Regions from separate parts of the Mus musculus genome. Here region 1 is linked to region 2. A link is a contact called in public promoter capture Hi-C data. All regions are on one chromosome and are shown on one strand. The core of a region is the stretch at or near the end of the contact, and the rest is flanking DNA. Distances in the headings are between cores, read along the strand shown. Region 1 overlaps Ptpn11 (protein tyrosine phosphatase, non-receptor type 11). Region 2 holds the start of Oas1c (2'-5' oligoadenylate synthetase 1C).

The links. Promoter capture Hi-C pulls out the DNA fragments that hold promoters and counts their contacts.
Region 1: a promoter capture Hi-C map of the HPC-7 cell line shows a contact between it and region 2, with 2.9 times the contacts expected there. The contact joins the enhancer-like site here to the promoter of Oas1c in region 2. A contact is called at or near these places in 5 of 39 promoter capture datasets (the 3T3-L1 cell line, 3T3-L1-derived adipocytes, the HPC-7 cell line and 1 more), 2 of 115 datasets of contacts at active chromatin or transcription factors (the NIH/3T3 cell line and trophoblast stem cells) and 1 of 9 other capture datasets (embryonic stem cells).

Annotation. Positions count from the first base shown.
Region 1 is chr5:121,135,924-121,141,956 of GRCm38.p6, reverse strand. It overlaps Ptpn11 (protein tyrosine phosphatase, non-receptor type 11), which reads left to right. Exons shown (of 16, transcript NM_001109992.1): 14 at 4,428-4,540. Among named protein-coding and RNA genes, the nearest start is that of Ptpn11, 52 kb to the left of the region's middle. Within about 2 kb of position 2,601, at least 10 of the 459 cell types and tissues checked have an H3K27ac peak or open chromatin away from gene starts, as enhancers often do.
Region 2 is chr5:120,808,253-120,813,960 of GRCm38.p6, reverse strand. Oas1c (2'-5' oligoadenylate synthetase 1C) reads left to right here and starts at 1,447. Exons shown (of 7, transcript NM_033541.4): 1 at 1,447-1,527; 2 at 4,917-5,380. The coding sequence starts at 5,198. It also overlaps the pseudogene Oas1b.

The DNA.
Region 1 (6,033 bases), core at 1,352-3,851, 330 kb before region 2:
GCCTCATGCACACTAAGTTAGCACTGCACCACTGACCTGTACCTCCCACCTCTGAACCTGGATGGCTGCCCTAAAGTTCTTTTATACATGTCTCCCAGTTTACACTTAATTGGGACCACTCATAGTTTAGAAGAGATGCTCAGGGAATAAATAAAGAGCTAGCACATGGTTGCTCAGCCTGGTCAGAAACATTCAGGAGATTCTGTCATCTTGTCGGGAGAAGTCCTCTGTACCATTTGGGTTTGTATTTGAGTTGGGATTGAGGGTCTTTGGCTGCTCCCCATTGAGGGACTGCTGCTTGGAGCCTTCATATTGCTTCCTGGCACTGAGACTATTAAGACTGAGGCTGTAAGTTGGATTTAGGAAATAATTTTGGGGGAAAAGAATCTTATTTAGTAACTTGGTTGATTGTGGGGAAGGAGTATTTACTGATGGGGACACAAAGCATGTGTTTCAGTTACTTACATGTTAACAAGTGAGTGTCCTGCTGATTCCACCTGAAGGATGCAAGCTTGCACTCACTGACTCGCTCACTCATTCATTCATACATACAATCATTCATTCATACAGTCATTCATTCAGCTAATTCATTTTGATACTAGTATGTGTTAGCACTTTGCAATTGTATTAACTCAGATTTTGGAACTTGGAACTTTGGTGTTAAAAAAGTATATAGGAGGGATGGGTTGTGGTGGAACAAGCCTTTGAGGCCAGCACCCAGAGAAAGGACTAATCTCTAAGTTCAAGGTCAGCCTTGTTTACGTAGTATGCTCTAGGACAGCCAGAGCTACATAGTGAGGCCTATGTCTCAAAAATAAACATACATTTCTGCGTGTATGGTTTGGGCTGGGGGTGTAGCTCACTTGGTTTGGAACTTGCCTAGTATACACAGAGCTATGGTTGGCCCCATGTAAACCTGAAGTGCTGGCATGTGCCTGAATCTCAGCACTTGCGAGACCAAGATGGGATCAGAAATTCAAGGTTGTCTTTGGCTGTGTATTGAGTTCCAGGTTAGTGAGAGCTATATAGGACGATATTGCAAAAACAACAAAGCAACAGTGAAAAAGAAAACTACCACTGCACACAAAAGAGTCAACTGCACACAAAACAGTCAACTACCTGTCTCCCTGCTTATTTTTAAATTGAATTTCAATGTGTGTGAGCCTGTGTCCATGTGTAGAAGGAGGAGGAATCAGACCCCTTGCACCAGGATGTGCACTGCCCAGGGTTGCTGATGGGAACTTAGCTTTCATCTGCAGAAGCACTTGCGTCCTTAACCACTGCACTATATGGCTCCAGCCCAAGCCCAGCGGATTCTTAAATTAAGCAACAGGACAAAACTCATTTAGTATAATGAATTAGTTCAAAATGTAGCCATCTTCCAACTTTGGATGAGTTAAGCCCTTTGGGAGTAAAAGAATTGCTAAATGAAAACAAAGTGGCAGTTGGGTGGAGAACCGTGGGGAAAGAGGCGGAGTGAAACAGAGGAAGCGGGCCAGCAAGAAAGAGATACACAGAGGGGCGAGCAGAGAACGGGACAGAGCACCGTAGGGACAGTCCTGAGTGGCTTATTAAGACTGCCTCTTGTGCTGCAGGGCTTTTTGTTTGTTATTTCAAGACAGAGTTTCTTTGTCTGTACAGCCCTTGCTATCCTGGAACTTACTCTGTGGACCAGGCTGGCTTCAAACTCACAAAGATCTGCCTGCCTCTGCCCCGCAAGCACCGGGATCAAAAGTGGCACCACCAGTGCCCAGCTGTGCCACTGCAGATTTGTTGAGAGGTTTTTTTTTTGTTTTTTTTTTTTTTTTAATTTTCCATTTATATTAGTAAGTACTTTATTTGCAAAAGCAGTGTGTGGAGTGCGTGGTATTTCTTTTACTCAACTTCTGAACACAAGCATTTATTTTTTTCTTCAAACTTTATTTAATATACATAATATTTAAAAAGGGAATGTTTATAACTTACATGAGTCTGTACCTCTTTGCTTCTAAGTGCATTGGTATATATTTTTTAAAAAAAGATGTTCTGTTACATCATCATGATTCAGTTACTAAGTTGGGGGAGCAAATTGAAAGCTCTGTATAATCTGCAGGTCAGGGCTGGAGCCCAGCGTGTGAGCATTTACTAGGCTCCTGGGGTCCATCCCAGTACAGCACACAAGCTTGCCCAGCATGTGTGAGCACTTATGTAGCTTGAGGCAAGAAGGCTGGGAATTCCAGTCTAGCCTGGGCTATGTTAGACCTTTTCTTGATAAAACCACAACCAAACAAGAAATTAAACATATGTCTTGGAAATACAGCTCAGAGGTTAAGGATACACACTGTTTTTATAGAGGACATGATGGCAGAGGGCTCAAAACTGCAGGTAACTCCACCTCTAAGGGATCCAGTGCATGTGTGTGTGTGCGCGAGTACACACACACACACCTCATGGTGACTTCCTCATGTGCACACACAGACATAAACACAACTCAAAAAGCTAAAGTAGGCCATACTCCACATTCAGATTTTTCCAGTTTGTCTTGCTGTGGTCAGGGTCACATGGTGTGTATAGCATTCATGTTTGTTTCCTGTCTTTCATCTGGAATAGTTTCTATGTCATACTATTGCTCTTGCTCCATACTTGGGACATTCCAGGAGCTGTCAGTTGCACCCTGCAGCTGAGACTCAGGCTGTGCTGTGCCAGGCCCTTCTGCACCACTCCAGTACCTTAGGGCTAAGTTGATTCAGGACAGTCAGGTCAGCTCTGCCTCTTGAGAAGATGATGGTGAGGTTTCTTCACTGGGAACTTACAGAATCAAGGCTAGCTGGGCATGGTGGCACATGCCTTTAATTCCTATAGTGCAGAGACACAGAGGCAGGGGGATTTCTGTGAGTTCCAGGCCAGTCAGGGCTATATAATGAGACTCTGCCTCAAAACAAAAATACTGTGTCTATGTATTGAGAGTGTACAGTGTATTTTGTGTGTGGAAATGCTATGGGATGATTGTCATGGTTAGTTGGTTAGTGTGCCCAGCACCCCACAGTGCATGCTGAGGTGGTGGAGTCTACTCTCAGCAGAGTTCAAGTTTGCTCTACCTTGTCCAGTCCAGTGCTGGGCATGAGGCTTCCAGAGCCCGTGGAAGATGTTATGTCTGAAGATATGTACTGTGGTCAGTGTCTCCCTCCTGCCACAGTCCCCAACAGCCCCTGCCCTAATCACAGTTTGTAGAAGTCGGGATGCTTGGTGAGCCTTCCAATTCTGGATTGGAGTTCATTCATTTCATATGGTCAAGTTGACAACCAGGAATAACCACTGCAGGTTAGAATCCTGTTCTTCCTGCCCCCTCCTCCCCAGTTCTGGGATGGGGATGTGCACAGCTCCCTCTCCTTGCTGCTCAGTCTCCCAGAATGGAAGGTGTCCAGAGTGAAGAGGGTGGCCACGCAGGAGCCTCACTTTGATTGGATTTGTTGTCTGTGCTCTGGGAGCACATCCATGGATAGTGTGCAGTGGCCATTGACTCTTCACATAGTGTACCCATGCCTAAGCATCCCAGGGCACTTGGTCTTAGACATGAAGCCTGTAGATTCTCATGTTCCTTGAATAAGAACTACTCATTCCTCCTGTGGTCTTCATGTAGCCCAGGAAGGCCTTGAACATAGGGAAGTCTGCACATGTGCAGTACAGGTGCATTGTTATGGATATTCACTGCATGGAGAGCCGACTCTGCAGGGCTGTCTGCTCTCTACACACATGGCATGTGTGAGCCTTTATACATGGTGAGATGAGATTACATTCCTGTTGTTTGCTCTGTTGGTTTCCTTCCCCTACCATTTCATCTTAGGGTGCTGTGGTTGAGATGGCTGAGCACATCTCAACATTGTGGGAGGGCTCTGGGTGCCATCGCCAATACTGCTAAATACATAAAGTGCATTACTGTGCCTTCCATCCTTGCACACAGTGATAGAGCTCTGTGCTGAAGCAGGAGTAGTGCCTCTAGCCTGTGTCAGTCAGCAGTTCCTTGCAGCTCTGGGGGCTCTGAGGGTTGTGGTTGCAGCACACTCCTCCTGCAGGTGCCGTGAGCTCCTAACCATTTAGTCAGCATGTTAGTGTTCTTAAGAGTCTGGCCTGTGGGCTGGAGAGATGGCTTAGCAGTTAAGAGCACTGACTGCTCTTCCAGAGGTCCTGAGTTCAATTCCCAGCAACCACATGGTGGCTCACGACCATCTGTAATGGGATCTGATGCCTTCTTCTGGTGTGTCTGAAGATAGCTACAGTGTGCTCATATAAATAAAAATAAGTAAATCTTAAAAAAAAAAAAAAGAGTCTAGCCTGTCCATCTGCCTCTTTTTTTTTCTTTTGATAAAATAGCTTTTTTGTTTCTGTATTTTTCTAAAAATCATATCCACAGTCCTCCTTACTTGTATTTTTTTTTCCTTAACTTTCAGAAAAGCAAAAGAAAAGGACATGAATATACCAATATTAAGTATTCCTTGGTGGACCAGACAAGTGGTGATCAGAGTCCCCTGCCACCCTGCACCCCAACGCCACCCTGTGCAGAGTAAGTAGCGATACGGCGGCAGCGTAGGTCTGGTAGAAGCTTAACAGCAGTTGCTTGCAGTATTCTCCTCAGGCTTGCTTGCTGCCCACTGATGGTGCATGGGGCGGTGGGGTCCAGGGACTCTCTAGGGCTCATGGTTGCAGGGCCCCTAACCAGTAGGCACGTGATGGGCTCTCCAGGATCCTGTGGGGCCCTGGGCATGTTAGGTAGGGTTCTCTGGGGAAAATCTAATTTTCCTTTTGCAGGGAGCATTATTTCAGTGGGAAGCGCTGTCCCTTACAGTGTGGAGACTCTTAAGAATAAATAAACTCTCTGTTCATGTGTGGACATGACTATGATCTGCCAATCTTCCTGTCAGTCAGGGTTTTTAAACCAAGGGTCAGAAAGCCAGAGCCCATAGGCTAGCTTTGCTTTTTAAAGGAGTTCTTATTTAAGACAAACAAACAAACAACCCCAAAAACCTGACAAGCCAACAGTTGCATGGGGACAGCTATCCCAGTAGGAAATGGCGAGCAATTACGAATGGGTGTGCTGTAAAAGAAGCTGCAGGTGGCTTACGGACATGCAGGAGAGGCTCATTTTCCTTGGTGGCCAGCAAACACGAAGGGAAAGCTCAAAGTTCTTTTTTTTTTTTTTGGGGGGGGGTTCGAGACAGGGTTTCTCTGTATAGCCCTGGCTGTCCTGGAACTCACTTTGTAGACCAGGCTGGCCTCGAACCCAGAAATCCACCTGCCTCTGCCTCCCAAGTGCTGGGATTAAAGGTATGTGCCCCCAACGCCCGGCTTCAAAGTTCTTTCCACCAAGCAGAGCCACCAAGCAGTACCAGCAGGGGGTGTCCAGTGGTGGTGAGGACAGTTTTTAAGGAACGGCTGTTATATAGTGGTGGTTCAAGCACATTGGTTCAGCTCCACAGGACAGCTTGCCCCAAACTGCAGCCAGAGCCTTCTGAACACACTAAAATTTCTGACCTTGAACTTGGAGATTGCCTCTTATGGAAGTGCTCAGATCTCAGGAAAGATTGTGTTCCAGAGGCATTCAGTATGATGCCATCTTAACGGTTTGTACATCTGTGACAGAAAAGTGTGACATTTCCAGCATGTGAGTTCAACTAGAGACCCACTTAGAAGCAGAAAGGGCCCAGGCCCTATTAGTCAGACTCCAAGTAGGACTGAACTTAGGACAAAAAATGGAAAATAATCCCTGGTGCTCACTGTTGTCACCGACAACAACCCTGTGCAGCAGCGGCTTGGAGGGCTCAGGTGGTAGAGTATGTAACCAGCGGTGTGGCCATGCCTGTCTACATCATTCTCTGTGTCTGTTAGACAGCCTGCTTACAACTCGTGACGTCAAAGTGTCTTAGGCCATGTTGGGGTGAAACACCCCAGTTCTCTGAGCTGGCGCTCTATAGCCTGCCACTGAAGGCTCCTGGGAGCAGCAGGACTCCAGTAGAAACCACATTCACATTCTGGGAGACCCAGGTCCCTGCAACTTAA
Region 2 (5,708 bases), core at 198-2,697:
GATAGTAGAGATTGGAAGGAGACTATGACTAAATTAATACAGATATATGAGAATGTAGCCATAGTCCCATGGTTGGCATTGTTAGCTGGGAGGAAATATGCGCAAGTGACATCATTAAAGAGAAGATGGCCTTGTGTGATATAGAATAACATATAACATCATAGAGAAACTGAAAAAAACAATAAAGGTGATCCAAGTCTGTAAAACAAATATCATAAAAAGAAGAATTCATGCTGAACAAAGCCTCCCTAAATAAAATGCTTAGAATCATCACTAACACACATGAGCATCAGCTACTGTTGAGAGAGGGCATTACAAATTGTCACATCTCCGGATGGAGAGGTGGGTCAGTAGCTAAAACTGCCTGCTGTTCCTGCTGATGACCTCAGTTTAGTTCCCAGCACCCAAGCAGGCCAGCTCAGAGCCACCTATGTAACTGCAGCTCTAAGGGATCTGACACCCCCTTTTCAATTCTGACCAAACCTGCACTAACACATACAGAGCCCCACTCACAACTAAAAATGTAGAAATACAGTCAACTGAAAACAAGAAAACAACTTCATTTCTGCACCCTTCACAGAGTCTGAGAGTTAAGTACCAGTGTCATGAAATGTGATTTGACAGACAGCCCGGGAACCGAGTCCAGAGAGGGTCCATCAATCCAGTCACATAGCAGGCGAGTCCTGGTCTGTCCTCCGTGTCACATTTGACTTAGTCTATGTGACCTTATCATTCCTGGGGCGTGGAACACTGGACATGGAGAAGGTAGTTAAGTTACCCTAAGTCACACAGCAGTGCAAAGGTTGTATTACCACTGCCCCACCACCTGCCCCTCCACTTTCCAGAAAACTGCTTTGCCATTCTGGGCCTCAGTTTCCCCGACTCTGAAATGGACATGGCCTGGGAGTGGGGAACATAAACTGTAGCTGAGGCTCCTTCTCCAATACAGATGTGGGACTTGGGGGGAAGAACCCATCGCCAGCTGTGATCAGAATTAAGAGGAGGGATCAGGGTTGCAGCCTGGCTTCTGAAAGTCCTGTCCCACCTCATCTCGGCCAGCTCAGGCTGAGGAAGGCTCACCTTGACCCCTTTAGAGGCCCTCATTCGGCGGACGGGGCCCCGGAAGGATCTGTCCTTCAGGAGAGCACACAGGGCATCTATGACTTCTCTGAGGTCAGCACAGAAGCTGGTGTCCGGGAGATGGTTCTCTATGAACTTATCAAGCTTCGAGGCCGGGATGCTCCTCAGATCCTGCTCCATCCTAGGTCCAGCTTTTACCTCTGCAGCCAGCAGGTCCTGTGTCTCCTAGGCTGGCTGAAGCAGAAATGGGACTTTCAGTTTCCATTTCCCGGGAAGGGCGCGGATATGCAAATCATCCAGGCCCGAGCAGCCAATGGCGTTAGGGCTTCTGAACAGGTACCTCCCCATCCAAGCCTGAGCTTTCTTAAGATCCGGCCCAGGGAAGAATGTGTAAGGAAACTGACCTGGCTTTCTCGGGATTTCTTCTGGAAAAAAGGCTGTTACACGGTACGTTTTAGGAACAATCTGTGCACGTAGAAGAAGGGAAACGGAATCAGGAAACCACAGAAGGTGGCTGGTGGCTCCTGAGCTCGGCTTCCATCTCCTGCAAACGTTTTAGGCGGAACTGCTTTTTTTTTTTTTCTTTTTAAGAACAGCACCTCCCCAGGTTTTGTTTTTCCTTTACCTCTGGACTTGCAGGTCTAGGATTACAGACAATTCTAACAGAAAGCTCAGACTTCCCAGAAGCCCCCTCTCCTACTCACACCCTACATTTTCCCCTGTGGTGCAGGGGGTCTGGGTGAGGGTGGGGTCTGGGCATCCCCAAGGGTGAAGTACAGGCCGTACCACCAAGCTGGGGACAGTACAGGTCAGCAGTGACTATTAAAATGAGCTGTCTTTCAGGGCCCTGGCAAGGTTGAAAATCACCTTTGGGTGACATACCCAAGGCCTCATCAAAACAGTTTGATGCCCTCCAACCCCTGCCTCCATCTTCTCATCTCTTGTTTAGAGGGCAGAGAGAGGGCTCAGAGTTTAAGAGCTCGGGCTGTGCTTCCAGTTCCAATTCTGAGAACTGACATGGCAGGTCCCAAACACACACACACACACACACACACACACACATTCACATGCACACGCACAGGGCATGCACACACTAAATACACTCCTGAGCTTGCCTGTGCACATATGCACACAAATACACAAACAAGTGTATACTCACATGTGCACACCCGAGCATTAACCAGGATGTACTTCGATGAGGAAATAAAGAGTCTGGCCTTCTGCAAGAGCAGGATTGGCCTTTATGCATCTCCAGGAAGGAAGCCATTGCTAGTGGAGACTGCTCACCGGGCACAGGGAGCTCCAGGGGATTAGGGTGGAAATGGGACCTTTGGGGGTCTGCAGACCTAGTCCTGCTTCCCCAAGCTGGTGGATTTTGGTGGGGTGCTTACCCCGTTGGCCTCCCTGATCCTCACTGCACACTGACATCAGCACCATATCTCCTCCTGCAGGGAGTCACTCAGACTGCCTGGGGCTTCTAGGTCATTAGCCCTTCACATGCAGGAAAACAGGGAAGAAAAACAGCATTGTGGGTGGCCCTAGCAGTTCAGCAGGCAGAGGCTGATGCAGGAGGATGGATAGTGGAGGCTGGTCCATCCTGGGCTACACTACAGCTGGATTCACTCCAGAGTGTGAGGGGGAAAAAACCCTAAAACAGATGAAGAAATGAATGGAAAAAAAAAAAAAGGATCCTGCCCAATGCTGTGGCTGAGAGCACACTCTGGGCAGTAACACAGTTCTTTCCTTAAAGAAACAGGAGCGGGAAGTTCCACTGACCAAAGTTGTGTCATTCCAGGTCAGAGGTGAGCCCTCAGCACAAAGTGTCAGCTGCTTTAAATTCCTTTTGGTCAGCCAGGTGTAGTGTCACAGGCCTTTGATCCCAGCACTCTGGGGTCAGAGGAAGTTGGACCTCTGTGTTTTTTTTTTTTTTTTTTTTTTTTTTTTTTTTTTTGGCTAGCCTGGTCTACAGAGTGAGTTCCATGATAGTCAGAGCTCAGTGGTGAGATCCCGTCTTGAAAAATAAACAACAACAAATTGTTGTTGGTTTTTGTGAGCCACCAAATAAATCTGGGAAGTGAGCCCAGGTCCTCTGCAAGAGCATCCAGTGCCTGGCCCTCCTCTGAGCCATCTCCCCAGACCCCAGGTACAATCTTCTTGGCCTCATTGGGAGGCATGGTGGATTCTGAGGGAACTGGGATGCTGAAGGCCCCTCCCACAAGTGCCAGGATGGGAGGACGGGAGGCCAGCTGAGAGTCCTGAGCAGATCTGGGGGAGCACCAAGCTAATCGTGCTTTAGATAGTCTATACATTTATTTCCTGTGTGTGAGTATGTGAGGTCAGAGGACAGCATGTAGAAGTCGGCTCTCTCTCCTTCCACCACGTAGGTCCTGGGGACCAAACTCAGGCCACCAGCCTTGGTGACAAACACCTGTGCCCTCTGAGCTATCTCAGTGACTCAGTGACCCTTTTTGTTCTTGGTTTGGGAGACAGTCTCATAGGCTAGGCTAGCCTTCAACTTGCAGCAATCTCCCTGCCTCCGTGCTGGGATTATAGTGTGTCCAGCTCATCTCTACTCCGCCGCCCTCCTTCCCCCCGTATCCTAGCGAGTATCATTAAGCCCAGTGAGATCAATGCCCCTGAAAGCCTGACTGAGTCTGGGAGTGCCCAGATGACAAGGTTTAAGACCCTGAACCACCCTCTTGGCCACATAGCCAGCTTCTGCTGGGACACACTGCTTTCTTCATGAGCCCCATGACCCCGCCCACACTGTGTCAGCTCTATCTGGCCTGATTGGGCCCAGACTCAGCTCACCTCCAGCTCCCACTCAGGATTTAAAAAAACAAAAACAAAAACAAACAAACAAACAAACAAAAAACCCATGGCTTGCTGGAGATTGAGAGTTCTATGGACTAGACACATTCAACACTTCCTCCTGGCTTGAGCCTGCCTCTCCTGCTTTTTCCCAGCCTCCTCGTGGGGTGGGGTTGGGGGTGGGGGTGGGGGTGGGGGTGTACCCTCCCCAGCTCAGGAGCATCGTCTTGGATGGGTGTTGTACACCAGAGCCCAAGTATAGGGCAGGCATGTGGGATGATGTTGCTGAAGCCTGTGCCACAGGTCAGGGTTCTTCATGGATAATGCAACTGCAAGGCCTTGGGGATGTCCCAAAATCTTAATGTCAGAGACAGAATAAGGACCTGGCCAACGTGAGGGAATGATGTCTGTGGGAACAGCGTTTCCTGCCATGTCACCCTTTGCAGTCTGCGTAGTAACTGAGAGAAAAGAACAATTAGCCTGCTCAGGAGTCCCAGTGTTAATGAAAATTCTCGGCCTGGTAGGCGTGTCCTATGCTGGTAGGCGTGTCCTATGCTGGCCTGGTAGGCGTGTCTCATGCCAGGATAAGGGGTCTGCCTCCCCTCTTGGCTGTTTGGCAATGGCTGCATGGAGCACTGTGCACAGAAGGGTTCTGAAGCCTTTGGCAGTGGCCTTTGTCCTTTATGGACGGACAGACAGAGGTGGGAGTAAAGGGCAGAAAGATTGGTTTGGATTAGGCCTTGGACGATAGCCACATCATGGGTGTGCATCTGAGAACCCAAAGAACTGTGAGGCACTAAGTCTGAACTAGAAGCTAGCCAGGACCTTGCAGATTACAATATCCAGCAAGGACCTGTGACAAATCCACCACAGCTGTGCTGAAATGGGTGCCTACCATTTTCTGGATTTATCTAACTTGATCTTCATGTTTTACTGACGTGTGTGTGAGTGTGAGTGTGTGTGTGTTTATCTGTGTGTGTTCTGTTGTTAAAAATCTAGAAGGCAATCAAATGATTTTTCTTTAGTAACAATTCAAGATCAAGAAGGAGGAACAACAGAAACTATGTTTAGGATGCTTCATGCCTCCTGGTTCACAGCCTGCTGTGATGAGGGTTTGACAATCCAAAGAAATGCCAGCAGGTAAACAGACCCCAGAGGGTCAGGGAGCCCAGGAGCCAGAGGTGGCCTGTGCAGAGGTCTGATTTGCATAGCCCCGCCCTTCCTGGGAAGAGAAAGCAGCTATGGATATAAGGGGCAGCTGACTCATGAGGCAAGGCTGCAGTCAGCAAACACTCCTGGCCTCAGGATGGAGAATGGTCTCTGCAGCATCCAAGCCAGGGAGCTGGACGAGTTCATATGTGATTACCTCTTTCCTGACACCACCTTCCTTACTGAGCTCAGAGCAGACATCGACTCCATAAGTGCTTTCCTGAAGGAGAGATGCTTCCAAGGTGCCGCCCATCCTGTGAGGGTCTCCAGGGTTGTGATGGTGAGTCCCATTAGCCTGAGCTCATTGGGATGGGGTGGGAGAGGACTCTCAGAAGCCAGACTGCAGTCCTTAGTGGGGTGTGAGTTACCTACCTGCTCTGTGCCCAGTGTCCTCATGTGCATCCCAGCTATGGCACAGGGCTTATCTCCTGTACCACAAGGAGATCCAGAACCATCTATTATCCTACAGAGATGCCAATTTCATTCTTCAGGGCTGAATAGAATTCCACTACACATGGGTGAGCTCTCAGTGGTGGACTCCTACTCTATTCAGCATCTGGACTGCCCAGCATGGCTCTCCTATTCTTTGTTATTCTCATCTTTGTCTT